6 separate regions of the Mus musculus genome follow, and regions 2, 3, 4, 5 and 6 are each linked to region 1. The links are chromatin contacts, called in public ChIA-PET, Hi-C, HiChIP or PLAC-seq, capture Hi-C and promoter capture Hi-C maps. All regions are on one chromosome and are shown on one strand. The core of a region is the stretch at or near the end of the contact, and the rest is flanking DNA. Distances in the headings are between cores, read along the strand shown.

Region 1 (4,371 bases), core at 1,115-3,614:
CAGGCAGATCTCTGTTCTGTTAGTTGCAGGTCTATAGAGAGAGTTCTGGTTCAGTCAGGGCTACATAGTGAGAACCTAGTTTGTTTGTTTGTTATAAAGAGGCTATTTCTCACTTATTTTCATTATCTACATAGGCTTTTTTTTCTTTTTTGTTAGTGATCTTAAAAATAGACTAATGTATTAAAAATTACATTCTAGAAAACTACCCTTGGTCATGGCTAGACTGAGCCCTCCCAACACCCTAGCATCAAACTTGATATGAAGGTAAAAATGACTTCCTTTGACTTTGGGAACATCCTGCCAGCCCTCCTGCTGGGAGCCACACGTGGGCAGAGCCATGCCAGGCTTTCTTCTGGTACTTGAGAGCTGTTGAATTTTATTAGAGCCTGAGCTATGTTGGATTTTAATAGAAAACTATCTCAGTGACACACACACAATGCTTCTTACCGTAAAGATAAAGAGTTCCTTTTAATTAACACTTATTTCTACATTTAGATGACGTTTGTGGGTAATGGCGAGTGCTTTGAATGCTGCTGGCATCCTGGCAGAGTAGCTTACTTAGGATGTAGCTGCTTCTTTGGCCCAAGGGGTTGTTTGATGAACCTTAGGTGCTTCAGCTGGCTTGTGGTGAGGAATACATATTTGATTTTGTTCTTGTGTGGAGACTATTTGTGCTAGCAAGTCCTTAGATAGTACCTGAGAGCAACTCTGTCCTCATACAGGTCGATTACTACAACTAGTATAGTATCTAGCAGATGGGAAACACTTACCTGTTTAACAAGGATGTGACCAAGTGCTTTGTATAAATGCAAATCCTCTGATTATTTATAAACTAGAGAATTGGCCAGACCTTACAGTTGTGTAGTTTGCTGCTTGGCTCCCACTTTTTGCATTAATGGACAATTTAAGTGGACTATTATTAGTGGACTATTGTTGCTACAGTTTAGGATCGACAGTACCAGAGTCAGGTTAGAAGTAACCGTATTTATTGGTCTCTTTATGAGCCTCGTTGGTTACATGTTCTCTTCCCTAACAGTGTATTCGCTTTATGTAGAGCAGCTCAGCAGGGTCTGAGTGACTCCTGTTACCTGTTAAAGTTACATAGCAGTTCAGCGTCAAGTGTACTGAACAGTTTCTTACTAAGGTTATTTCGTAGCAAGATTTCACTCACTTCAGCCGAGTAGAACCAATATATTAAGAAAAAGCCATATCATTCATCCCAGGCCTCGGGGGGCAGAGGTAGGCAGAACTCTGTGAGACCAGGTGGCCTCGTCTGTACAACAAGTTCCAGGACAGCCCGGCTACATAGTGAGACCCTCATCTCAGGAGGAAGAAGGGGGAAAGTTAAGCTTTGCTTATTTTAATTAATTAAAAATTAGCCCCAAAGTTTTGCAGTAGGTACTAAGTAGATGCTGAATAATAAAAATGTCTCTGGTGCCCATCACATGACAGACATTCAGTAAATACTGTTTTCCTTCCTTTTGTCAACTCGACTATACAGGTCCTCCATTGTCATTTGTATGACTCAGCTGCAGGGTAGCTGGCAAAATAGCAGTATAAGCATGCTGCAAGCAGATTGTATGCCCGTCATTGTTTTTTCATGGATGGTTTTAGTTTTCTTAGAACCGTGCCGACCTGGTGGTGACTGATTCTCAGAATTTTGACTTCTCTGCAACTGACACATGAAAAGTCACCCAGTTGTAGCATGGCTGTGCACCAAGTGTCAACCGCCTCAGCGGTGCTCCCATAGCTGAGGCAAGTTATGGTGACGGTTCATTTATAATTATTAAAGGCCAGGTCGGTTTCCTTGTGTGGTTGTGCCAGTTAGCTGCTCTAGTTCTGTGGCCTGCAGTGCCCATGTGGCTGCCCTTGTGTGTGGGTTCTCACTCTGGTAGATGTGGTGGCTGATGCTGAAGGAAACTGCCAGTATGACTCCCTTGAGTGTTTCATGGCCTTTTGTATCATGAGACTGATACCAGCAGACCCTGCAGCATCCAGTGTGGCAGACATCATGTGGTAGTAGGTATTTCTTCATCAAACACATGCTGTCTGCTTTAAAGATAGTTTGGTGAATTTGACAGATATGGCTCTTGGTATGATAGAATTTACATTCTAACTGAAATTGGGGACTCATACAAGCCTGTAAAATAATATCCATTTCAAACCATTTGAGGAGAATAATGAATCAAAGTGTATGGAATGTAATGATTTTAAATTTTGTGTGTTGTGAGGAATTCCATGGCCTAAGAAGAATATGGTGATATAATTTTTTCCCTCATTTTTTTTTCTCTTTATAGACAAGATGCTCCAAGTCCCCTGCAGTTCTCTTCGAAAGAAGACGAGGAGTGCTCTGCGCCTGCCGTAAGAACAGCCCTTTTTGACTTAAGGTGGCGGTGGTGCTGTGACACAGGAAGAACTGCATGCAGGCTGCAGGAGTTTCTTATTCTCACTTCTTGAGTAGTTAGTTCTCCGTGGAGGGAGAAAGATTTGAGTCTTAATTGCCCTGTTTTCAAGGTGTTCTGTGTCGTCTGAACTGGGCCACTTCCTAATGAGCTACACAGCCAGTCCTTGTCCGGAGCTGGTTGAACCCTGTGCAGTGCATGCAGAAGGAATGGCCCAGGAAGAGAGCCATCGAAGTCAGGCGCCACCCACCTTCTACCATGGTGCCAGCCAGGAGCTCGACCTGTCCACCAAAGTGTATAAAAGGGAGTCTGGAAGCCCTTACTCTGTGCTAGCAGACACCAAGATGAGCAAACCACATCTCCACGAGACGGAGGAGCAGCCATATTTCAGGGAGCCAAGGGCAGTGTCTGATGTGCATACTGTCAAGGAAGACCGGGAGAATTCTGATGACACGGAAGAGGAGGAGGAAGTCTCTTACAAAAGGGAGCAGATCATAGTGGAGGTAAACCTTAATAACCAAACATTAAATGTCTCTAAAGGGGAAAAGGGTGTCTCTTCCCAGTCCAAAGAGACGCCTGTCCTTAAGACAAGCAGTGAGGAAGACGAGGAAGAGACTGAGGAGGAGGCCACAGATAACAGCAGTGACTACGGAGAGAACGGACGGCAGAAGAAAAAGGAGAAGCAAGTGGAGAGAGTCAGGGTTACACAGAGGCGAACCCGGAGAGCGGCCTCTGCTGCCGCAGCTACCACTTCCCCTGCACCCCGCACAACTCGAGGCCGTAGGAAAAGTGCAGAGCTACCCAAGAGGAAGAAGCGGGCCACCAAGGAGGCTAAAGCGCCAGTTCAGAAAGCTAAGTGTGAAGAGAAAGAGACTCTGACCTGTGAGAAGTGCCCCAGGGTGTTTAATACTCGCTGGTACCTGGAGAAGCACATGAACGTTACTCACAGGCGCATGCAGATCTGTGATAAATGTGGCAAGAAGTTTGTCCTGGAAAGTGAGCTGTCCCTTCACCAGCAAACAGACTGTGAAAAAAACATTCAGGTAGGTCTCACCAGCGGAGGGCAAAGTTTCCAGGCTAGGACCTGGCTGTTCAGAGTCATCTGGTGTCTGCCCAAGAGGATAGAGGCTGAAGGGACAGATTTCACCAATTATCACTTTAGACTCTGCTGCTTGGGTCTTTTCAAAACCAAGGCTTAATCCTGTCTTTCAAAAGCATTACACTTAACTGACGATGGATTAGTGAGAACCAGGTGCACTGGAAGGGGGATTGGTTATAGATGACTGACTGGGATGTAAAGTCAGCGCCGACTTTGCACTGAGAGTCTCTGTTGTGGGACCTGTGAGATAATTCATTCTGGCATCTTCTGTCACGGTGGGAGGTTTGCCGAGTGAGGGCCAGGAGTAGAGAAAGGTCCTTTCCAATTAGAAGGATGTCAGAGTCTAGTGCAGCTGATGGGGACAGAGACCATGACTCAGACCTGTGGAAATGGAAGATCTCCTTACACCCGTGGAGAGATGGCAACACTAAATGTGTCAAGAGGCAAGCCCGTGGGAATATGCAAACCTTAAACAGAGGCTGAGCTGTTTGAAAATGTTGCTTACCTGGCAGTAGGGTTACATAATAATGTTGCTGTACAGTGCTGCTGATGTAACAAAGCGTGCTATTCAAACCACTCTGGTGTCTTGGAAAGATTGTACTGTGACAGGTTAAGAGGTGTTGAATTTATTGCAGCTATATTGGTGTATGTATATGTTTGTGTATTAATGGATATTCATACATGGTAAGTCTGTTATGTGTCCATAAGATGTATATAATAATTACCATATTGAAGCTAACTTTAAAAGATAAATTGTTTTACTTTTGGTGTGGGAAGTTTAATTTTCTCTTTTAGACAATTGTTTTTAATCAATAACTGAATGCCTTTCTTTAAAGAGATTTTTGGTTTTTTTTATAAGCCACTGATTTA
Region 2 (4,371 bases), core at 776-3,275, 380 kb after region 1:
TTTTTTGAGACAGGGTTTCTCTGTGTAGCCCTGGCTGTCCTGGAACTTACTCTGTAGACCAGGCTGGCCTCGAACTCAGAAATCCGCCTGCCTCTGCCTCCGAGTGTTGGGATTAAAGGCGTGTGCCACCACTGCCCGGCTTTGTTTTTCTTCTTTAGGAGACGGACTCTTACTAGGCTCAAGGAACTCCTGCCTCAGCCTCCCCACTAGCCAGATTCTAGCTACAATCCCCATTCCCCCATCCCCCGTCCCCGTCCCCTCACCCCCCCATCCCCAGCTTGAAAATATGTTTTAGGATGTTTAGAGACTATTAGAAATGGAAGCAACTTATATGACCAGCAATAAGGCAAGGGTTGGTTCTATGGAATGTTTCCTAGCCATTAAAAACCAGGAACCAGCTGGCCATTGATGTGGCTCAGTAGGTAAGTGTGTTTCACAACAAGCCTGACTACCTACCTGAGGTTGATCCCAGAACCCACATAATAGGGGAACCAACCCCCACAGGTTTGTTGTCCGCTAACACACACACACACACACACACACACACACAGACAGAGAGAACAAAAATATACCTAGGGACATGCAAACGCGCCTTTATGATATATTATGTGGGCAGAAAGAAGGTGCCAAGATGGTTAAAATGATGTCAGAATAATTACAATTAGAATTTAAGAATTCACAGCCAAGGCAAAGATGCTTTGGTAGAGTAGGTGAGCCACAGGTGATGTCTGCCCTCCCAGCTTTAAGGCCTCCTTTATTTAACATGATTTCAGCAATAAACTGAAAGATAAAGATATTCATTTTTAAAAGCTTTGATCCAAAGGATGTGTATGAGCAGGGCAGGCAAGTAGATGGCAAAAGGCCTGTGGACACTAAAGGAGAGAGAGAGGCTGGCATGTGGGCACTAAAGGAGAGAGGCCTGTGGGCACTAAAGGAGAGAGAGGCTGGAGTGTGGGCATTAAAGGCGTGGAGGTTGGTGGGGAGGAGAAGGGAGGAGGTGGGAGCCTTGTGAAATGGGCCTTATGGCCATATGAGCCTTGGTGTGAGGGCTGTGATCTGAACGGGGCCAGGAAAATCTGGGTTAGGCAGAGGCAGAGGCAGAGGCTGAGGCAGAGGCAGAGGCAGAGGCAGAGGCAGAGGCAGAGGCAGAGAGGCAGAGGCAGATGGGGCAGAGGCAGAGGCAGAGAGGCAGAGAGGCAGAGGCAGAGGCAGAGGCAGAGGCAGAGAGGCAGAGGCAGAGAGGAAGAGGCAGAGGCAGAGAGGCAGAGGCAGAGGCAGAGACTGTACTCCTAAAGAACTGTGAAGGCAGAACGCTGTGTGTGTGTGTGTGTGTGTGTGTGTGTGTGTGTGTGTGGTGTGACAGAGAGAGAGAGAGAGAGAAAGAGAGAGAGAGAGAGAGAGAGAGAGAGAATGAGAGAGAGAGAGAGAGAGAGATCTCAGCAGTTAAGAGTACTAGTTTTCCAGAAGCTCTTAGTTCCATTCTCAGTATTGTTGGGAACGGACATCTGTTGATTCACAGCCGCCTGTGCATCTTATTCGTGCCTGCATCTTGCCTTGTGGGAAGTCGAATGCAGCACTGTAAGGGTTAACAGAACTCAGCCCACCTCCACTGCCCCCTCGGGACTCAGTCCCTCAGATAGAAAGGCTTGAAGCTGAGTTCTGAGGCTGTCTCCAGGCGCACTCTGACTTTAATAATAAGATTGTTTACCAGGTGGTACAGCGCATAGCAGCAGCTCGGCCTCTTTCAGAAAACCCCAGATGGCCAAAACCAAAGCTAGGGTTGGCTAGGTGAGTCCCCAAGGTCAGAGTCTTTGCCAAAGGTGGAACTAGCTCTCTCCCTGAGCGTGCACCAAGCGCGCATTTGGAGCGGGGAGCATTTTTTATAAACTACAACCAGTTGTTTGGGAACGGACATGAGCAAGGGAGGAGCGCCCCCTTCAGGTGGACCCACACAACTGCTGATCGCTCTGCCTTCTCTCCAGGGAGGACTGATGTTTCCCCAGAGCCTCCTCCAGGGCTAGGAAGATGCTACAGTGCCTGACTTCGGAAAGTGAGGAAGGGGCTGAAGAGAGGGAGGAGAGTTCCACAGAAGATCTGGAGGAGCTAAAAGAATTTGTCACCCTGGCTTTTGTGAGAGAGAACACACAAAAGAGGCTCCAGAACGCACAGCAGCATGGTAAGAAAAAGAGGAAGAAAAAAAGGTTAGTATTGAAAAACGAGGAGTTTCGGGGCGTGTGTGTGTGTGTGTGTGTGTGTGTGTGTGTGTGTGTGTGTGGTGTCGGTGTTGATAAGAGCAGGAAGGGCCCAAGGGAAGAAGGTCTTGGCTGATGAGAGGAAAAGGGGACACAGGGCTTGTCTCCTCTGGCTCACACCAATTTCAGTGTTCTGTTTTATGGCATCCCATAATAGTGTGCATAACCTCGAATCACACCTTGTACTTTTCCTTCTATTTGTGTTTGCAATGCCTTTTAAAGACTGGGTGGAGAGGGAGCTCCTTGCTGAAGGAGCAAGGAAAAAATTTCCCTTCCTAAGCGCAAGCTCCCGTGTGTCCTGGGAATTTCACATACTTGCAGTGTAACAGGACCACAGTGACTTGCCAGCCCCGGCGGCTGGCAGCTGCAGCTTGCGCATTCCGTTTCTGGGTTAATACTCTGCTTTGCCTTGTAAGAGAGTATTGTCTATCTTCTAAATGGCTTCCCTTAGTGGAAAGGGGGAGACAATATTTTAGTAAAAAATATGTGCCTTTTAAAATTTCTCAAACAAGCAAACAAACCCCAAAATAAATAAATAAAATAAAATTTCTGTCCCCAATGGGCTGATGGTGTAAAAGTACAGGGACCACTGGGAGTGTAGCCTAGTGTCTAGTGCCTCACTTTCAGGCAGGAGGCCCTGGGTTCAAGTCCCATCACTGACAAAATTAAAAAGGGGGTTGAGGCAATGGTGTTAACACAAAATCGCAAGCAAAGGCAATTGTAACACATGGAGTAACGGAACTGTGAGGTGCATGGCTTGGTGTGGCCACTGGGACACATGTGTCTGGCCCCAGCCCTGTGTTCTGGCCTGGGTATCTGTCTGTGTCTTGCTGTCTGCCCTTTTCTCTTTTCCAGATGATTGGTGATCAATCTATCTAACTGCCGGTATGACAGCGGTAAGTATCTCTGTTCAAGGGGTCTGTGATGGAGACTGAAGGGTGGGGAAGGGGCCAGTCCTGGGCATGCCCGAGGGTGATAAACAGGGTCTCAGAATGCTTGGAAGTCTCCTGAAAATCACAGGGGCATTGTGCACAGCCCATAGTCTTGCGTATTTACGTACATGTTTGTTGACAGGGCTTCACTGTGTAGCTCAGGCTAGCTCAAGACTCAACTATGTCAAATGCTGCCCACCCCCAGACCCCCACCTGCCTCTGTACTAGTTTATCTCACTGATTAAGCCTGGTTATGGTTAAGGATTAGTTTGCATCCAGGGTTTAATGTTTGGAGACAAGCTAGAGGACTCTTTCCTGGGAAAGGGAAGCCAGGGTGAGTCTAACACTCACCCCATGTAGCCTCAGATGTACCCTTCAATAACACTATTCCCCACACTCTTTGCTCCATCTACAAAGACATTCCAGTCCCAAGGAGCCAGCTCTCTAATTTCAATATGTGAGAAAGGGACCTCCCAGCACAGAGCTCTTTCCTGCTTCTGTCCCTTGCCAGACTTTTTTTTTTCTTCAACTCCTTCACAGTGCGCAGGGCCGCCCAGCAATATGGCCTTCGAGAGGCGGGTGACAATGATGACTGGACTCTCTATTGGACCGACTACTCAGTGTCACTGGAGCGAGTGATGGAAATGAAGAGCTACCAGGTACGTCCCTCCCTGGACCTGTGGCATCTGGCCAGTGGCAGCCCCGTTTGTCTCGCTGGCTCCCCTAGCCCTGCTTTGAATCTCAGCCGGAATCGCTTATGAATTCCGTCTCCCTTTGCAGAAAATCAATCATTTTCCTGGGATGAGTGAGATCTGCCGCAAGGACTTGCTGGCCCGGAATATGAGCCGCATGCTAAAGCTGTTTCCTAAGGATTTCCACTTCTTCCCCAGGACTTGGTGTCTTCCTGCCGAGTGAGTGACCACTACGCCCGCCCCTTTGCCAACTCCCATTGCTATTTTTTCCCTCTTGCCCTGATTTCTCAGCTGCCACAACCCCTTGGCATATGGCCCTCTGTATTTCCCCTTACTGTTCAGGAAGAAAAAAGGCTAAGGGTGTGTCCAAGGTTGAGAAAACACAGGCCCTACCTATAAAATGAGCTGTCAATTAGGTAGGGGCCGGGCGCCTTGGAGGTTGGACCCACAGTTAGGATGAAAGTTTGCTCTGCTCCCCGAAAGCTGCCGAGTTTG
Region 3 (4,371 bases), core at 732-3,231, 360 kb after region 1:
TTCAAATGTTATCCCTATTCCTAGTTTCCCCTCCAAAAAACCCCTATCCCCTCCCCCTCCCCACCCACTCCCATTCCTGGTTCAGGCATTCTCCTATACTTGGGCATAGAGCCTTCACACGACCAGGGGCCTCTCCTCCCATTGATGAGAGGCTAGGCCACCCTCTGCTATATATATAGCTAGAGCCACAAGTTCCACCATGTGTTTTCTTTGATTGGTGGTATACTTCCAAGGAGCTCGAGGGTACTAGTTACTTCATATTGGTGTTCCTCCTATGGGGCTTCAGTCCCCTTCAGCTCCCTGGGTATTTCTCTGGCTCCTTCACTGGGGACCTTGTGCTCTGTCCAATGGATGACTGTGAGCATCCACTTCTGTATTTGCCTGGCATTGGCAAAGCCTTGCAGGAGAGAGCTGTATCAGGCTCCTGTCAGCAGGCTCTTGTTGGCATCTGCCTAGTTGTCTGGGTTTGGTGGTCTTATTGTGAAGCAAGGCAGCAACAGCCAGGTCTACTTCTCACTCAGGGTAAATGGGCAAACTACAGTTCTAAGTTTTTGGAGAAAAAAAAAAAAGTAAGTTCCAAACACTCAGAGCTCCTGACAGTACCCAGTAAAGCACTTGGTCTAGGCATCCCTAATCTTGCATGATAAGTAAGCTACAAAGACCTGATAGTTACAGGGCTGGAGAGTTGGCTCAATGGTTAAGAGGTCTTCCAGAGGATCTAGGTTTAATTTCCAGCAACTGCAAGGCAGCTTACAACTATCTATCCAGTTTGAGGACATGACACCCTCACAGACATACATGCATACAAGCAAAACGCCAATGCACATAATATAACAATTTCAAAAAGAAAAGACCTAGTGTATAAAATGTGTAGCCCTGGATGTCCTGGAACTCCCTGAGGTAGACAAACTGACCTTTGTCTACAATTTACAGAGATCCACCTGCCTCTGCCTCTGCCTCTCAAGTGCTACCAAGTGCTGAGATTAAAGGCATGAACTAACAACCGCCTGGTAAATGAAGTCCTTTGTTATATGAGTTTTTTCTTTTGCAAAAAATAAGAAAAAGGGCTCAGAGGTTGAGCACTGTCTGCTCTTCCAGAGGTCATGAGTTCAATTCCCAGCAACCACAGGGTGGCTCACAACCATCTGTACTGAGGACTAGTGCCCTCTCCTGGCTTGCAGGCATAAATGCAAGCAGAATACCGTGCACTTAATAAATAAATACATCTTGGGGCTGGATAGATGGCTCAATGGTTAAGAGCACTAACTGTTCTTTCAAAGGTCCTGAGTTCAAATCCCAGCAACCACATGGTGGCTCACAACCATCTCTAATAAGATCTGATGCCCTCTTCTGGTGCACCTGAAGACAGCTACAGTGTACTTAGATATAATAAATCTTAAAAACAACAACAACAACAACAAACAACAACAAAAACAGACGGGTCCTCCCCAAAGTTTAAAAAAAAATAAGAAAAAGTCTGTTAAGTTATAATATAACATCTCAAAATTATTCTTCTAAGCTCCATCCATGGTCACCTGAGGCACTGACAACTTTTCCACTTGGGCTGCCTAGAGCAACCTACAGTTACAGGACACAAGTGGCCAGAGCCCTGGAAGGCCATGGTGGGTGACACAGCAAGGCTAGGTTTGGAACCTCAGCACACTGGGGTGATGGGTCTGGGTACCACCGCGAACCCATACATAGGGCCACTGCTGCAGGACCCTGACTCCTGTCAGAGACGAACCCAACAGGTCTGGTCTCTGGAAAAACCAGCCAGAATTTCTCAGGACTCGAAAGGGGTCCCACGCCCTCCCAAACCCACTGTGGGTAATCGGAGCACTCCAAGACGGCCTAGGGTGATGCCGAAGCCCCCACACCCTGCCCTGCCTGTAGACCCTGTCTCAAGGTCTGAATTCCGGGATCCAAGGGCTCAATTGCACCCCTTAAGGTACTCACCAGGAACAGCAGCCAGCAGCACTAGCGCTGGGAAAGGCGGGTGGGCGAGTTTAAGGACTGAAGGGATGGGCAGGCCCGGCCCACTGAGTCACAAACCCCGCCCTTGCCGCGGGACAGCTGGGACATTTAGTGCCTTTTTTGAAGAGCTGGATTTGCCTTTTTTATCACCCCGATGGCAAACTGGTTTTTTGTTGTTGTTCTTGTTTGTGTTTATATTTTAATTTGCTCAAAGCTCATATCCTTGAAAGGGCATTGAGAGTTCATCTAGGGCTGAGCGGAGGTGGCACATGCTTTTAATCCTACCACTCTGGAGGCAGAGGCAGAGGCAGGCGGATTTCTGAGTTCGAGGACAGCCTGGTCTACAGCGTGAGTTCCAGGACAGCCAGGGCTACACAGAGAAACCCTGTCTCAAAAAACCAAAAAGAAAAAAAAAAAAAAAAAAAACCCAAAAAAACCAAAAACCAAAACACTTTGGTCACTAATAGTCCTATAGCTGCAGATCAGACTCTGGCATTTTAGTCTGATACACACACACACACTTGGTAGTAGATACCTCTAATTCCAGTTTTTAAGCACAGGAACACAAGGTCAGCAGTTCAGGGTTAGATTTGGTCGCCAACCAAGTTTGAAGTCAGCCTGGACTATCTGAGACCTTGTCTATTAAAAAAATAATGCTCACTCCTGTCCTGAAAGAAAATCTGTTAAACTCCTTTTTGGGTCTTCTGTGACTTGACTCAGAAAGTCTTTTTTTTTTTTTTTTAATCCCCATTTTATATGTATGAGGGGCCAGCTTTGAATTTATGGAGAGAAAGTTGCCCTTGTGCTCTAGAGCTTTCTGGTATCCTCAGGTCCTGAAGGAAAAGGCATGTGACTTCTTCATTAAAAGTCTCTTTACTGTAGACACAGAATGAGCAGAGTCTCCCTCCCCTTCAATCTTTCTTTTTCTTTTCATGTTTTTGTTTTGTTTTGTTTTAAGACAGGGTTTCTCTGTGTAGCCCTGGCTGTCCTGGAACTCACTCTGTAGACCAAGCTGGTCTCGAACTCAGAAATCTGCCTGCCTCTGCCTCCCAAGTGCTGGGATTAAAGGCCTGTGCCACCACTGCCTGAATTGTGTGATTCTTATCACAAGCATGACTTTGAACTCAAGGCAGTCCTCCTGCCTCAGGCTTTCAGGTGCAAGGATTACAGATGTGAAACACCACCATGGCTGCTACCTTTATTTTTTTTTGTAATTACCCATAGGAGCTGGGCAATGGTGGCGCATGCCATGTACAGAGAAACCCTGTCTCAAAACAAAGCAAAACAAACAAAAATTACCCAGAGGATACCAAATGCACGTTGCCTATGGAAGATTAAGTTCCGAAAAGTCCCTTCCCTTCTCAAAGGCGTTCCGAGCGTTTGAATCTGGAAGAAATGCTCTGTATCACATAACCAGAACATTCATGCTTCTGAAGTACTTTTAGATTTAAGACAGGGAAAGAAACATTCTAATTCTGCCTTCTAGGAACATCTTGGGTACCCTCCTGCAGACTCTCTGAGTGCCTCTTCCAATGTCTGAGAATATCAGATTGGTAAAATGGTTCCATCAGAGAATCACTTGTTGCACAATCCCAGGGACCCAAATTCTATCCCAAAGTCCAAGGAAAGGCAGAGAAAGAAAACCAACAGGGCAAAGCAGCCTGCTGATCTGCATGGGCACAGCGCTACCAACCCTTCACCTATTATCATGAACTCACAGGCACACACTCTATTAACAATGAACAAATTTTAATTTTTGAAAATAAGATTTGAGAAAATTAAGGTCTTTCTGCACAAACCTAGGCAAAAGGATGTCAAATCTATTAAGATTGAGAAAATAGCTGAGCCGGGTGGTAGTGGCAGTGGTGGCACACACCTTTGATCCCAGCACTCAGGAGGCAGAGGCAGATGGATCTCTGTGAGTTCGAGGCCAGGCTGGTCTACAGAGTGAATTCCAGGACAGCCAGGAAACCTGCCCCCTCCCCCCCAAAAAGGCAAGGAAGACTTGCCAATCAGGATCATACATGCCTATAATTTTGGCACTAGGGAGGCAGAGGCAGAAGGATCTTTGAAAGTTTGAGGTAGCCTGGTCTATACTGTAGTAGAATTTTTGAAGAGCCATTGCACCTGGCTTTTACTCCTGAGTGAAGGCAACATAACCTTGAGGTAATTGGCTTGCAAATAACCAGTGATTGTTATCTGAGATTCTAGGGCTTGCTTTCCTTAGGAATTTTCAGTCTCTTAGCACATAACTGCAGTCACTGGACATTCTTTGAATAAGTAGAAGCTGAATAATGACTGGTTTTGTTTAGATAATGGTTGCTTTAGAAACTGCCTAGATCAGATAAGATATTTTAGCCTTGCAGAATTGACTTGCTAAAAGACCTTTTATGTAAC
Region 4 (4,371 bases), core at 850-3,349, 360 kb before region 1:
GTACCCGACCATCATCTATAACATCCTGCTCTTTGGCCTGACCAGTGCCTTGGGTCAGGTGAGGTCCTTGGAGGAGGCAGCTTGGCTTCCCTCCTATGTGGTTCAGAAAGAATGGCTGGGAGCAGAGGGGAGCAGTTAGCCCTGGTATGGGTGGCGACCTCAGGGCTGTGCTCAGTCTCACTCTGCTTCTCTTTTTAGAGCTTTATCTTCATGACAGTCGTGTACTTCGGTCCCCTGACCTGCTCCATCATCACCACAACCCGGAAGTTCTTCACCATCTTGGCTTCTGTGATCCTCTTTGCCAACCCCATCAGCTCCATGCAGTGGGTGGGCACCGTGCTGGTTTTCCTGGGTGAGTTCTACCCAGAGCAAATGCCTGTAGGGGCCACAGAGGGAAAGCAGCAGAGACTTACCTTGTTATTTTAGAGGAAACTTTCCTAAAGGAGAAAAGGAAGCATTCTTTGTGATGCGGCCTCCCTCCTGTGCATTCCATCTTAGTGATGCCCTTTAATGTCATGGGCATTCAGGATCCTGAGTGGGACAAAGTATGGTATTTACTCCCCTGCTAACGTGTGTGTGTCTGTGTCTGTGTGTCTGTGTCTGTGTGTCTGTCTGTCTGTCTGTGTTTATAGGCAAGCTATAAACAGCTGGCGAATTTTGATTCTGATTTTTCTTTTGGTGTTGGTGTGTGTGTGTGTGTGTGTGTGTGTGTGTGTGTGTGTATGTATGTATATGTGTCTGTGTGTGTGTGTGTTTGTATGTGTCTATGTGTCTGTATATGTGTGTCTATGTATATGTGTGTGTGTCTGTGTGTGTTCCCAGTGTCTTGGTGACTTGTCATTTGTTGGCATTCTCTTGTCTTTGAGGAAGCTATATACAACTAGTCATCCAAAGTGTGTTATGCCCAAAACTGGGCACAGTGATGCCCACCTTTAATCCCAAAACTTGGGAAGCAGAAGCAGACAGAAAGGTCTCTATTTACAGAGTGAGTTCCAGGAAGCTAAATCTATGTAGCGAGACCTTGTCTCAAAACAAACAAAAACAAAACAAAGTTGGCTGCATCTAAAGCCACACCTTAGGGAAGCTAAGCTGACTTCCTTAGGCCATTGGCAGGCTTCACGTCCTCCTGTGGAATTTAAGTAGCTTTTCTCCTTTCCATAGGTCTCGGTCTTGATGCCAAGTTTGGGAAAGGAACAAAGAAGACCTCCCACTAGGAAGAAAGAGGCTTCCTCTACTCCAGAAACACTTAAATTATTATCTCGAACAGTGGCATCTTGGGAAAATGGACTCGGGTCATGATAAGGGATTGGGTTCCAATCTTTTTATAAAAAAAAAAAAAAAAATCAAAGGAAGCAAGATGGAATATTCTAAACAAAGTGCTTAGGGTTTAACAAGATGTGTTGCTAATTTCTGATTTTGCACAAATAAAGAGAAGAAAGGCAAGCTGGAAGTGCGAGACCCTGCTGCTGCTCGCTGGGCTGGGCTGGGCTGGGCTGGGTGAGACTGGGTGGTGAGACTCCCCCCCCTGGAGTGCACAGAAGTGTGTGTGAGCAGGGGGAGCTCTGGGAGTTGGCAGGATTGAGCCAGCAGCCTCTGTTCCCACAGGCGAGCTCTAAATATGCTGAGACAGGTGGCTGGCCCTGAGAGCCAGGGGATGTAAAATCACTTCAAAGCACGGAGGCAAAATGAGTTGCCAAAAAAAAAAAAAAACCCGAAAGGTGTGTTCTCAAGGAACACCTTGAGGTTGAAGTGGGCCCAGGGCCTTAGAATCTGCTGGCTTTTGTCTTGTTCCCCACTGCCACCCCTCAGCCAGAACTTAACCCAGAACCTGTGCGTGAATCATGAACATGTTTCCAAGGCTCCTGAGCATGCTTTCCCCGACTTCTCCCTCCCCCTCCCCTGTCCACCAGGCCCTCCGGGGAGCCTGGATTCATTCCTCTATTCCCCTACCCCCTTCGGCAGAAGAATCTCAGTTCTCTGCCGTTCTAGCGTGCCAAGGTGTCACCATGCCAGCTTCTGCCTGTTGAAAAGGACGCTGGCGGAAGGCAGGGTGGCTGAGTCCTGGCTCAGAGCAGCTGTCAAGTGCTCTGGGTGGTAAGGGGGTTGGGGGGAGAAGGAGGAGCATGGAGCAGAGCCACCTGCCCACTGCTGCCTTCAGAGCTGGATCACAATCCTCCAAGGACCAAACTTTACACATGAAAGTGCATTGCCACCAGCTGCAACTTTCTTTCCATCTGTTGTAGCCCCCACCCCCCCTTGGCTCTCCAGATGGGAGCCTGGCCTCCTTCCTGTGTGCTGCCTCGACTGCACCCTCTGCACAGCCTCCTAAACCCTTCCCTTCTCAAGCTTCTAGGGGCTGGATATCACAAAGTCCCATCTCTAAGCTCCTCTTCTTTTGAACTCCTTTCTTTTAGGGAGAGTTTTAAATCCATTTAGTGGAATTGACTTTTTCCTCTACCCCTCTCCCTGTTGGTTTTTGTTTTTGTTTCGTTTTTTTTTTCATCATGCGGAAAGTGGTTGGCACTCACGGAGCCTTCCTGGGTGTTCTTCTGTGGGTCAGATGGTGGTTAGATCCTGTTGGCAAGGCCAGGGCCCCCACAGGTGGCCAACATCTGTGTCTACTGTTCTAACAAGAAAAATCAGTTTCCCGGCCACCAAACTTGCCCTTTCCACCACTTTCTCCATGCCCTTTAGCTGTCTTGAAAGTGTCCTACGCTGGTCACCGAGACAAGACTGCTTTCAGCAGCTTGAGATTAAAAGGCTCATGGACTCAACTTGTCCTTCCAGCTGCCTGCTTGGGAGTCCAGTTCTTGGGCATTCCTGGCTGCTCATCTGACCCTTTTGGTGCCACCTTCCTTGAACATGCAGGCACTTCAGTGGTAGCTTAGACTGGTGCTTGCCCCTGGGAGGCTCACGGTCCAATAACAGGCTGGAAAACAAAACACTACATCTCAAAAAACAGGAAGGTGTCCAGGCAAGGTGAGGCTTGACTATTGTGTAGGAAGATGAAAGTCTGGGCGGATGAGCGTTGGCCTTGCTGCCAAGCGGGAGAAGTGCCTTTCAGCTGCCCCGAGCTCTTGCCTGGTTTGCTGTGTTCAGTTAACTTCAGTGAGAGCATGTGGCAGGACTGTGGTTTTCAAGCAGGGCAGCATTCTACTCAAAGAGACCTAAAAGCTATGCTGCCAGCTCGTTCAGCCTGCCATGCTCACCTGCTGGAGCATGGGAACGGAAAGCCAGCATTGACAGAATCAGTCCTATTGTCTCTAACAGGCCAGATACTGAAATACCAGGCAAGTTCAAACAGGCGATGTTGATCTGCTAACCCTGGGCAACCTGATGCCTCAGGTTTCGAAAGATCAAAGGACCTCCTGCAGTTAATTCTCAGCTATGTGCTGAAGGAGGAACCCAGCCTGCAGACATCCCTAAGCCCCGTGTTTTCACCAGGGCTGCATTGTACTTAACTCTGTTTTGGTCCCTTTCTCTGTTTGGATCTCTGTGCTCAGGCTCCTGACAAACTGATTTTCCACTTTGGCCTACAACAAGGAATGGTGACCCACAAGTGCTATTTGGGGTGTAATCTTAGGGATTGCTCTTCTGGAATTGAACAGAAATAAAAAAAATTATATTGCTTTTAAAAGGATGTAGAAGGGCAGGTATTAGGTATTGCTGTCGATCATGCAGAAGGAACAGATTTCGTACCCTCGCTCCCCTGTAACACACTTGCAAGGAACGTTGAATAAAAGTCTGTGTTTTTTTAGAGATAGGAGAACCTGCGAGCTGAAAGGTAAGGTGATCAGCTGTAGGTTTCTGGTGTGTCTTCCAGTGGTTGTCTCCTGGACCTCGGCCCGCCAAAGGAGGGATGTGCAGCCCCTCGGGAGGCCCGTTGCCTTCAATAGCTGGTTCCACTTGTCAGGGAACAGTTTGTATGGTTTACAAGCAGAACTGGTCATTTCCCCCAGATGCCCTGGCAGAGAAATTGCCCCCCGGGTCTCTGTGGGATCATTCAGTCCTTCCCATTGACAACAGAGCAGCTGTCTTCAGGAACAGTGAGCTCACATGTTTATAACTCTCCTGCTTTGCCAGGGCTCTTTAGGCTGTGCCATTTCATCCTTAAGACACTCCTGGGGAGAGCTGGGGCCAGAAGCAGCCTCCCACATCTGAAGTAGGAAGCCTGAAATTCACCAATCCCGAAAATAAATTCAGCTGAAGACTGAACACAGCTTAGCTGGGGGGCTGGGGGGGGGGCAGGGAAGGGTGGGGGTGGGGTGCAGCAAAAATAGCCTGTTTTGTTTCCCTATGTTAGGTTATGTTGGGTCAGGGACTGCTTTAACCCTCAGCAGGCTAAGCTGGTGGACTGCAGCTGTGCAGATT
Region 5 (4,371 bases), core at 1,384-3,883, 320 kb after region 1:
CTAAACTGGAACAAGAGGTACAGCTTGTCAATCTGAGGATTTTCTAAGCCTAACAATACCTGTGTGTACCCTAACAACAGACCTATTTAAAATTCTGCACTAACTCTCATCATATATAACCAGCCACTTACTTTCTTGGGGGTTTGATTTCTTCATCGGTAAAATCAGAGAGAAGAGCTGAACTAATATTTTTTAGGTCTTTTCAATTTTATGGGCCCAATTTTTGCATAATTCCCCTGCCCCTTCCCCCATCAAGTTACCTACCTTAGTCATGTCAACAGTGTCGGGCACAACGAACATTCCTGGAGGAGGCTCCTTATAAATGGACATGATATCCCTGTATAACACCAAGAGGAGGTAGGAGGAGTGAGGAAGAGGGAAATCCCTTGAGGGGGACAACTATTATCACCTCAGTGAGCCCAGGGTTTGAGAAAGTGGTGCTTGGTACTGAAAATGTTTGCACTGTCTCCTTGGCTGAGAAATCTCAGCTGAATACTTGTCAGGCAGGCAGAGAGCAAATTATTATCAAAGGGTCATTGTTTCCTGGGGAGGGGGGGGGGACTCAGAGAGGAAAAATAAGCCAACATCCCAATGGTATCAGATGTCACCCTGGAAAAGTCACATCCTATATACTGTCACTTCTTCCCACATGAAAACTCATTTACTTCCCATCTCCCAGATTCCCAGGTACTACAACTGAACACAGAGATTTTCTCAATTGGGAGGGCTTCATTCCATTCACTACAAAACTTACTCCATAAAACATATGGGTTCGCTTTGCTGGTAAGGTAAGGAGACAGCATGAAGCCAGCGGGAGCAAGTCTACCATGACCTGTGTGTCCAGGAAACTAATAGGATAGTTGTTTTGAGGAAAAGGGAATCCTCTGAAATAACCAGAATCTCATCTCTGAAAGATGACATTTAGTAACTAGGATGAATGAAACTTCTGGGTCAGTAATCAACTAGAATGGATCAGTTGAGAACTGGCTCAGAAGAAGTCAATTATGAGGAAGTCTGGGGACACAGAAGGGTAGCCGAACAAAGAAGTTCGTCCAGGCCAAACTCAAAGCTGTATCCAGACTAAGAGAATCAAACAGCTAAGGAGTTAAGTTAGGGGTGGCAATAACTGTGAAGTTGTTCTACGTCCGGCACTGTGCCAGGTACTTTACGTGCATGGTGTAGTTTTTTTTTATTAAAAACTTGGAAAATATGTAGCCGGGCAGACACCTGAGGGGACTTGGAATGTTTGGGATAATAGCCAGATAAGAGGCTAAGATGAAAAGACTAAGTCTGGTCACCAGGAAACAAGTTTCAAAATTAATAGCTCAACAGTCTTATCTTTTGCCATGCAATTGGTACCATACTAAGTGAGCACTTTTGCAAAACATATTTATCTATGAAGTGATACGATCTAAGATCGGTCACCCAAGACACAAGCACAGACAGGCCCTAGGCCTTTTGTTCCTGTATTTGAAGGGAGTACATCTGCTTTACAAAAGTAAACCAGACAACCTTGGGGGTAAATAATAGGAAAAAAGTTCTTGACTAAGATGTTACAATCCAGAGTGATAGTGAGAGATGGTAGGAACGCAGAGTTTCAGGGACAGGTGTGAGGGACAGTTTTGGGGTGATTGGAAAGGGGGTTCAAGAAATGATCTGGAAAGTCAGGGAGGCTCTCTAGACCCGTGGAAAGGGCCATATGGTGGGGAAACGAGGTAAGGAAAGGTAAAAAGGAAGACTGACTCGAGTCTGCAACTGGGCAATGCAGGTAGAGGATGTTCCAAGCGGGGACTCCAGAAGAGATGGAGAACTGATGGGTGGGGCCTGAGGGCAGCCTTTAGGTAAGCTGGTGGGGTAGGTTAGAGGGGAAGTGCGAAGGGCGGGACCGAGCGTTACAGAAGAGCAAAAGGGTCAGGTTTCGGGTGAACGGGAGGGGGTAGGGATAAGGCATCCGGAACGGAGCTGCAGGGCTCACCGGAGGTCGCTAAGGGGCGGGGTAGGCCCGAGGGCAATCGCGGATCTGTTTGGGCTGTAGGGCCGGGCGCTGAGAGGGCGGGAGGGAGGGAAAGGGCGACACTTAAGGCCCCCGTCAGTAGAGAGGCCCGCAGGGTTTGGGCCTGGAAGACGTGAGGCGGGAGAGAGCCCCGATGGGGAAAGGTGGGGGGCGGGGAAGGTCGAGCCCTGGAGCTCCGGGGTGAGGGAGGAAAAACCCCCGGCTCACCGCTTAATCCGAAGTAGACACTGTGGCGCGGTTCGCTCGCCGTCCCAGTCCGAGCTGAGCGTGGGGTCCCAATGGCTAAGCAGCGCGGCCCCGTGGGCAGCGGCCGAGGGCGGGAGTCCTGGCAGCGGAGCCAGGCCGCTCCCCGGTCCCCCGGCCCCGCCCGCCGCCGCCGCCGCCGCCCACACATCCGGCAGAAAAGGCGGCCCGAACCCGCCGCCGCTCCCGCTAACGCCGACCACACCGGCAACACCACTCGACCCTGGGCCCGCCGCCCCGGCGCCAGCCGTCGCCGTCGCCGCCTCCTCAGTCGGACTCTCCGCCATCGCTGCTTCGCTTCCGGGACTGCTCAGCAGCACGTCCGCCGACCAGAGCGGCCGCTGCTCCCGCACCACCGAGAGCCGGGCCAGAGTGTCCCCACCCTCGGCTTCCCCAGCCCGGGTGGCGCTGGCTCCGCCCACCTCCGCCCGGACCAGCGAGAGGCGTGCTGCCAGAGCGTCCACCCACGGTCCTCCAGAGCGGGGGGCGGGGGCTAGCGGACTAGCTGGCGCTCCAGGCCAGCGCAGATTCTGCGCCCCGCTGGAGATGCTGGTAGCCTTCCATGGTTAAAGGTTTTATGTTGGGAGAGTTGATGTCGGAGAAGACAGTTCAAAGAAGATGGAGAGACCCACAGCTTCTCTTTTAAAGGGAGGGACCATCGATGTTCAATCCTAGGGTAGGACTAAGGTCCACCTTCCCTGTAGGGCAATCGAAAGAAGAGCTTGAGTAGTTTAGGGCCCTTCACATCCCTACGGCTCTGTGCTGTATCATGTCTGGTCTTCTCCCCCATCGACTACTATTGTCGCCTGACTGCGGATGGACTAAGAGGAAGAACGGAATCAGAACGTGCGAATAAAAGACCACCTCATTTGAGTTTATTCGATATTTATTTATGAAGGGCATACTAAAGGCCAGGAGCTGTTGCTAGGCATTGCCCTGGAGATAATGACACAGAAGTTGACAGCTTGGTAGAAGTCAAGCATCAGGCTTGATTCCAAGCTCAGTACCTTTTCTACCCGCTAATCCTGGAGTTACGGGTTTGAAATTCTCAATTTCTTAGAACTATATTGAGATTTGTAATACGAAAATTAACTCTGACTAAGGGGAAAAGACCTTAACCTTGTTCTACTGACAGGAATATGAGTCTGTGTGTGTGTTTGCTAACTGTAGGAAAACCAGAGGTACCGCATGACTGAGAATTTACACAACCCTTTCAGCTGGTCTGAGACAACATCCGAAACAAACACATTGATACTCTATAGCAAAGTGTATGAATAGTTTTTGAGACAAGGTTTCCAATATGTAGCTGCTTACCTCAGCCTTCTTAGTGCTGAGATGACCGGCATAAGCCACCACACCCAATGAAATATTCATATTAACTTTAGTACATTTATGAAGATTCATTCTAGAACAAACAGCCAGAGCCTCACTTTGGATCTTGTTTTTTTTTTTTTTTCTTCTTCTTTTCCTCCCGAAGAAGCCTGGCTCCTGTGGTGGCACAGCTCGTAAGCTAAGCACTAGAGAGGTTGAGGAATGATGAGGGAACTATCGTACATAAATAGTTGAGGCCACAAATTGAGTTCAAGGCAATCTGGGCAACAAAGGGACACCCTGTCTCAAAACACAAAAACCAACAAGTGAAGAGCCTGCGTTCTGGACATTTGTGCGTTTTCTCAAATGGTCTGGGGGCGGGGGTCTGGGAATAGTGAATACATTATGTTTTGAAGCTGCCATTAATTGAGTGCTTAAGGCTACACATTGTTTATCTGCTTTATTTTACTTGTTCCTCTCACCAGCTCTGTGATAGAAGGACTGTTATTAGCCTTTTGTGACAGAATGACAACAGACAGACAGAAGGTCAGTCACACACATAGGATCACACTGAGAGCAGGGGGCAAAGCTGCATCTGGTTCCAGATGTTGTCCTTTTTGCTACACACACACATGCATGTACCTAGGGCTCTAGCTTGTGTATTATTTGTGAATTCAGCTTAGTAGAGTTCATCTTAGGACTGTAACATGAAATAAAACTCATTAGTATACTATTTTATAGAGGTTCCATGTTTTGTTGATGTATCTTTGTTTAGGTTTGATTTTTTATAAAATGAAATAACA
Region 6 (4,371 bases), core at 1,332-3,831, 260 kb after region 1:
TCCTGAAATTTTAAAGGTGGAGATACCCCATTTGGCGGAAAAGAGAGAATACGGAGTAAAAAGAACTCACCAGAGGAGACACACACACACACACACACACACACACACACACACACACACACCCATTCATCCTCCGAGTTCTAGACCCTCCAAAGAGCCCCAGCTCACAGCCTCAGCACAAAGCTCACCCCAGATGGTCCCTTGTAACAATGGACTGAAGGAGTGGGGGTGGGGGGGTTGGAAAGGGATAGCACGGCCAAAGCACATTCATTGAAAATCCAGTTGATGAGGTACTATAAGATGCGAGGGACTGGGGATGAGGGTCTGTGTAGGGGGGCAACAAAATCCATGCCTATAACAGAAATTATTAGGCCAGCATAAGGAGATCTGAATGGGGTACGTTGCTCATTAATCACCCCCAGTAGAAAAAGAACACTCTCAAATCTACTAACAAATTGTGTTATAAAAAAGATGAGAAACATAGGAAAAAGGAGGCCTGATAGAAAGTTATAAAAAAAAAAAAATCACCACCACCATTAGTTTGAATTCTCCATATTTAAACTCCCATACAGAAAATGGTCCCAGTCCCACACTATGAACTAACTCCACAGAGTTCCTGCTCTATTGATTTTTTTTCTCTTTAATTTTTCAAGTAATGTCTTTTAGCCCACCCCAATCCCAAGTTGTTGGATTTCTTCTAAAGCTATAAAACAACCACTACACGATCCTAGCCAATCTCTCCCAGCCCCCAACATCCGGAGTTGGGGGTGGGGGTGGAAAGGCCAGTAATGGGTTTGTTCCACTGGAGACGCTATGGACCCCTAAATATTACTGTTTCCCAAAAGGAACTCTTTTCCTACCTTTGTTTTTTGGGGACTGAGTGTTCAATCTCTAGACGTTTTCCTTGCAGTTCTACTTTCCCTGAAGATTTAAAAAAAGAAAAAAAAAAGAGATGAATGAGTGTAAAGAAATGGGGGAGGGATGGGGTGGAAGGGTGAGTAAGGGACATTAGCTAAATTCTAGAGTTCCTGGGGCCTCCTAGAAATCCAGGCACCAGCTGCAGAGGCCTGTGGGGGGAAAGGTTGCTCCGGGTTTGGTAGAACCCGTAATTTCGTTGGGTTTTTTTTTTTCTTCAATTTTTTTCGTTTTATTTCCATTAATCACGTGGGCTGATTGAGCAGCCTGCTCAGATTTGGGAAAGGTGTGAGCGTTTGTGTGAGCGCGCTTGCTTCGGCGGCTCCAGAAGTAGAAGGAAGGAGACAGGCGAAAGCAGGATCGTTTCGCGAAGTGGGGCGGGAGTAGAGAATTAAAACTTTATTTTCCAGCAGAGCCACGGTGAAGGGCTTAGGCGACCAGGCCGGGTCGGGGCCACAGGGCTAGCGGAGGGCCCCCGGGGCGGCGCGGCCCGGGGCGGAGGGTCCCTCGCGGTAGCCGCGCGCCTCTCGGCCCAGCCTCGGCGTCTCGGGAAGCAGCATGGCGACCCGCCGCCGCCACCGCCACCGCCGCCGCGCCACCCGGCTCACGCCCCACTTTCAAATCAAAATGGCTCAAGCCCCAGGCCTTGGGCGGGAGGCGGGAGCCCCTTCCTCCCACGTCCTGCCTCAGGGCTTAGTCCCTAGTTAAAGCGGGAAGAGCTGAGGTGCGCGAACCCCCATCCTGGAAAGGCCCGGGACGGAGGGCAGGGGCTTTGGGGGTGCTCTAGCGCATGGGGGGCTGACTAGGGGCGGGGGGGAATCGGGGAAACCACGCCTATACCCGAACCCCAGTGTTCGTGAGACACCCCCACCCCCACCCCCACCAGTTGCCAACCGGGGCTCCCGCCCCGTCGGTGGGGAGGGGTGTAGGGAGCCGCCACGAGCGCCTCGGGCTGGGGGAAGGGGTGAGGAAATCCCGAATATCTCCGCGCCGGGAGAAGGCGTCGAGGGAGGCCGGGCGAGGCTGGGGACCGAAGACGGAGGCCGAGCCCTCCCGGACCCGGGAAGAGTTGGCCGGCAAGGAAAAGAGGAGCTGCAGGTCCCCGTTGTTCCGGGATTTCGTGTGTGTGTGTGTGTGTGTGTGTGTGTGTGTGTTTTCCGGGGAGGTGGCCGCGCTCTTACCCGAGAAAGTTTCGATGGCCTTCATCGCCCAGTGCTCGTCGGGGCAATCCACGAAGGCGTAGCCGGATTTGACCAAGAACTGGCCGCTGTAGGAGATCTTGTGCTCCGCGAATACTTTCTCCAAGTCTGCGGGGGTCACACTCTCGTTGAGGTTGCCGATGTAAAGCTTGTTCATGGTGGCGGTGGCGGGGCAAGGACACGGTTCCAGGCAAGGCCGAGCCGGGCGGGCGCGGGCGGAGAGCCTCCTAGGCCGAGAGGCGTGGAGACGGGCGGCGGGAGCCGCAAACTTTCTACGCACCCCACCCCTGAAGTTGTCCGGAGCTCCGGGCGGGTGGGCGGCCTGAGGGCACGCGGGGGTCACGGGAGAGTTTGGGTGAGCCCGGGAGAAGTGCCCGCCGAGTGCAGGGGAGGCTGACGACGACGCGGCGCGGCTCCTTCCCTTCGGTCCGAAACCCCTGCGAGCGGGCTGGTGTGTCACGTTTCTCCGCGGCCGCCCTGGCGCCGCCTCTAAATAAAATCGACTTGAAAAAAAAAAAAAAATGGAGCAGGAAAAAAAAAAAAGGCGAAGCCACGTGGTGACAGCCCCCACCCACCCTGCAGGGAAAGACCCCCGACGCCACCGGGCCCCTTGGCCCTCCAACCCGGACCAACCCAACAGTCTCCAATCTTGGGGGCGGCACTCAGCGCACCCCACGGGTAAACCAGGAAAGTGGAAGCAGAGTTCCCCCCCCAGCTCTCCTATCCCCCTCCCCCTTTGCAAGAACCTGGCCCCTAAAGCGGCGCCCCGCCCCCACAGCGACCTGCACGGGGGGGGGGGGTGGCGGGGGGAGGGCGGTGGCGACCCAAATCCCCCCAGTTCTTAGGAATAAAATGTACGGTAATTTTTTTATTCGTTTTGTGGAGACTGGGCTGCCCACCCCACCCCGGCAAACTGCTAGCGACTGACAGGCGGGGGACTGCCGAGACAGACAAAGAGAAGCTGAGGACTCTGGGGTCTTCAGGAGGGGGTCGCAGGAACCGGTTATTTAAAAGGAAAGACGCCTTTCCTCTACGTTTCTAAGTAGGGGGTCACTGTCTTTCCCGCTACACCGCTAGACTTCGCTGGCCTCCCGGGTCCTGATTCAGGGGACCCTGAGAGCGCGGGATCGGGAAGCTGCGGACACGGGACACGAGAGACAGCGCCTGAAAACGAGGGACCCGCAGGAAATCATGTTTCGGGATCCCCACTGGAGAAAAGCTGGCTTGCACCCAGTCCAGCTGCTGGATGACAACACTCCAGCATCCTTGGGGGAAAGCCTGCACGACCCGGCTCGAGAGCATCCTCGAAGATCAACTGGGTGGGGGAAAAACGACGAGGGGTGGTCGCACCACCGATCGACCCCGAACCGGAGGGGTTGGCTTCAGAAGGGAGGGACCGGGTTGAGCTCCGAGGTCCCCCTCGCCCTCCCCACGCAAGGAGCGGACAGGTGGCGTCGCCCGCCTGCGTCCGCTCTACCCGCGATGCACTGAGCGATGGTCCATGCGCAGGCTGTGGGTCTCAGAACTTAGTTTTGGGGTGCTGGATTTTGGAAGGCCGCCGGGGGAGGGGGTGCAGAGGCCCCGCCCACGTCCCCAGGTCAGCCCGGGGCGGGGAGGGGGTAATTTCCGCTCCGCGCTTGAGGAAGCGAGCAGCGGGGGAGGGGGCTGCGGCCCTCCCCCCTCCCCGTGGGGAGGGGGAAGTGGATCCGCCCAGGTCCCTTCCCTCCGCTAGGACCGACGCGTTCCGGATCCTCAGGCTCCGGGAGCCCGAGGGAAAGACCGGACTGGGCGAGGGGCGACACGTGGGCGGTCGCACCCCGTCTGTGAGGTGGGGGAGGGGGCCGCGCGCTGGGAGTCCCGGACGCGCAGCGGAGCGCGGGACGCGTTGCACACTCAGTACCGGGATCCCCGGCTCTACGCGGGGGACACCCGAGGTTCCAGCGGCTGAGGCTGGATCGACGCCAGAGGGAGGTGGAGAGCGAGGCACGGAGACCCTGGAGAAGCCCCCTGCCTGGCCACCGCGGAGAAGGGGCCGGCGACAACACCCCTAGAAAAAGGGATGGTCCTTGAGCCGCTCGAGTCTGCAAGTGGGAGGAGGGTTGTCGGGGCACGCGTTTGAGAGGGCAGGTGAGGAAGGGGGTCACTCTCCCCTTCCCCCGTCCCGATCCCATTGTCTCAGTCGCCTGCGGCCCGGGCCGCCTCCGTAACACGTGTTGACTGCACCGATATAAATGGCTTGGATTTTTTTATTGTTATT

The links. A called contact is a pair of places that touch in the nucleus more often than the background predicts. ChIA-PET counts read pairs in DNA pulled down with a chosen protein or histone mark. HiChIP or PLAC-seq counts read pairs in DNA pulled down with a chosen protein or histone mark. Capture Hi-C pulls out chosen DNA fragments and counts their contacts.
Region 2: a capture Hi-C map of embryonic stem cells shows a contact between it and region 1, with 2.1 times the contacts expected there. The contact joins the promoter of Ttll6 here to the promoter of Zfp652 in region 1. A contact is called at or near these places in 1 of 39 promoter capture datasets (cranial neural crest) and 1 of 9 other capture datasets (embryonic stem cells).
Region 3: an H3K27ac HiChIP or PLAC-seq map of embryonic stem cells shows a contact between it and region 1, with 5 read pairs. The contact joins the promoter of Calcoco2 here to the promoter of Zfp652 in region 1. A contact is called at or near these places in 1 of 39 promoter capture datasets (cranial neural crest), 1 of 115 datasets of contacts at active chromatin or transcription factors (embryonic stem cells) and 1 of 9 other capture datasets (embryonic stem cells).
Region 4: a contact with region 1 is called in a Hi-C map of cerebellum, with 2.3 times the contacts expected there. The contact joins the enhancer-like site here to the promoter of Zfp652 in region 1. A contact is called at or near these places in 1 of 39 promoter capture datasets (hippocampal neurons), 3 of 484 Hi-C or Micro-C datasets (cerebellum, nephron progenitors and palatal mesenchyme), 3 of 115 datasets of contacts at active chromatin or transcription factors (effector CD8 T cells, embryonic stem cells and memory CD8 T cells) and 1 of 9 other capture datasets (pancreatic islet).
Region 5: a contact with region 1 is called in an RNA polymerase II ChIA-PET map of effector CD8 T cells, with 20 read pairs. The contact joins the promoter of Ube2z here to the promoter of Zfp652 in region 1. A contact is called at or near these places in 1 of 39 promoter capture datasets (3T3-L1-derived adipocytes), 3 of 115 datasets of contacts at active chromatin or transcription factors (bone marrow-derived macrophages, effector CD8 T cells and memory CD8 T cells) and 2 of 9 other capture datasets (embryonic stem cells and liver).
Region 6: a promoter capture Hi-C map of liver shows a contact between it and region 1. The contact joins the promoter of Igf2bp1 here to the promoter of Zfp652 in region 1. A contact is called at or near these places in 1 of 115 datasets of contacts at active chromatin or transcription factors (bone marrow-derived macrophages) and 1 of 9 other capture datasets (liver).

The regions. Positions count from the first base shown.
Region 1 is chr11:95,746,703-95,751,073 of GRCm38.p6, forward strand. Zfp652 (zinc finger protein 652) reads left to right here and starts at 2,365. Exons shown (of 5, transcript NM_201609.2): 1 at 2,365-3,445. The coding sequence starts at 2,549.
Region 2 is chr11:96,131,761-96,136,131 of GRCm38.p6, forward strand. It overlaps Ttll6 (tubulin tyrosine ligase-like family, member 6), which reads left to right and starts at 2,026. Exons shown (of 15, transcript NM_172799.4): 1 at 2,026-2,201; 2 at 3,111-3,148; 3 at 3,725-3,843; 4 at 3,965-4,095. The coding sequence starts at 2,026.
Region 3 is chr11:96,109,981-96,114,351 of GRCm38.p6, forward strand. It overlaps Calcoco2 (calcium binding and coiled-coil domain 2), which reads right to left and starts at 1,982. Exons shown (of 6, transcript NM_001271018.1): 1 at 1,957-1,982.
Region 4 is chr11:95,390,327-95,394,697 of GRCm38.p6, forward strand. Slc35b1 (solute carrier family 35, member B1) reads left to right here. Exons shown (of 9, transcript NM_016752.3): 7 at 1-58; 8 at 199-352; 9 at 1,162-1,450. The coding sequence ends at 1,214. Among named protein-coding and RNA genes, the nearest start is that of Slc35b1, 7.7 kb to the left of the region's middle. Within about 2 kb of position 2,100, at least 94 of the 459 cell types and tissues checked have an H3K27ac peak or open chromatin away from gene starts, as enhancers often do. A contact at or near this core is called in cerebellum and hippocampal neurons, where this site is marked.
Region 5 is chr11:96,062,731-96,067,101 of GRCm38.p6, forward strand. It overlaps Ube2z (ubiquitin-conjugating enzyme E2Z), which reads right to left and starts at 2,634. Exons shown (of 7, transcript NM_172300.3): 1 at 2,222-2,634; 2 at 265-337. The coding sequence starts at 2,544.
Region 6 is chr11:96,003,363-96,007,733 of GRCm38.p6, forward strand. It overlaps Igf2bp1 (insulin-like growth factor 2 mRNA binding protein 1), which reads right to left and starts at 2,582. Exons shown (of 15, transcript NM_009951.4): 1 at 2,097-2,582; 2 at 861-921. The coding sequence starts at 2,271.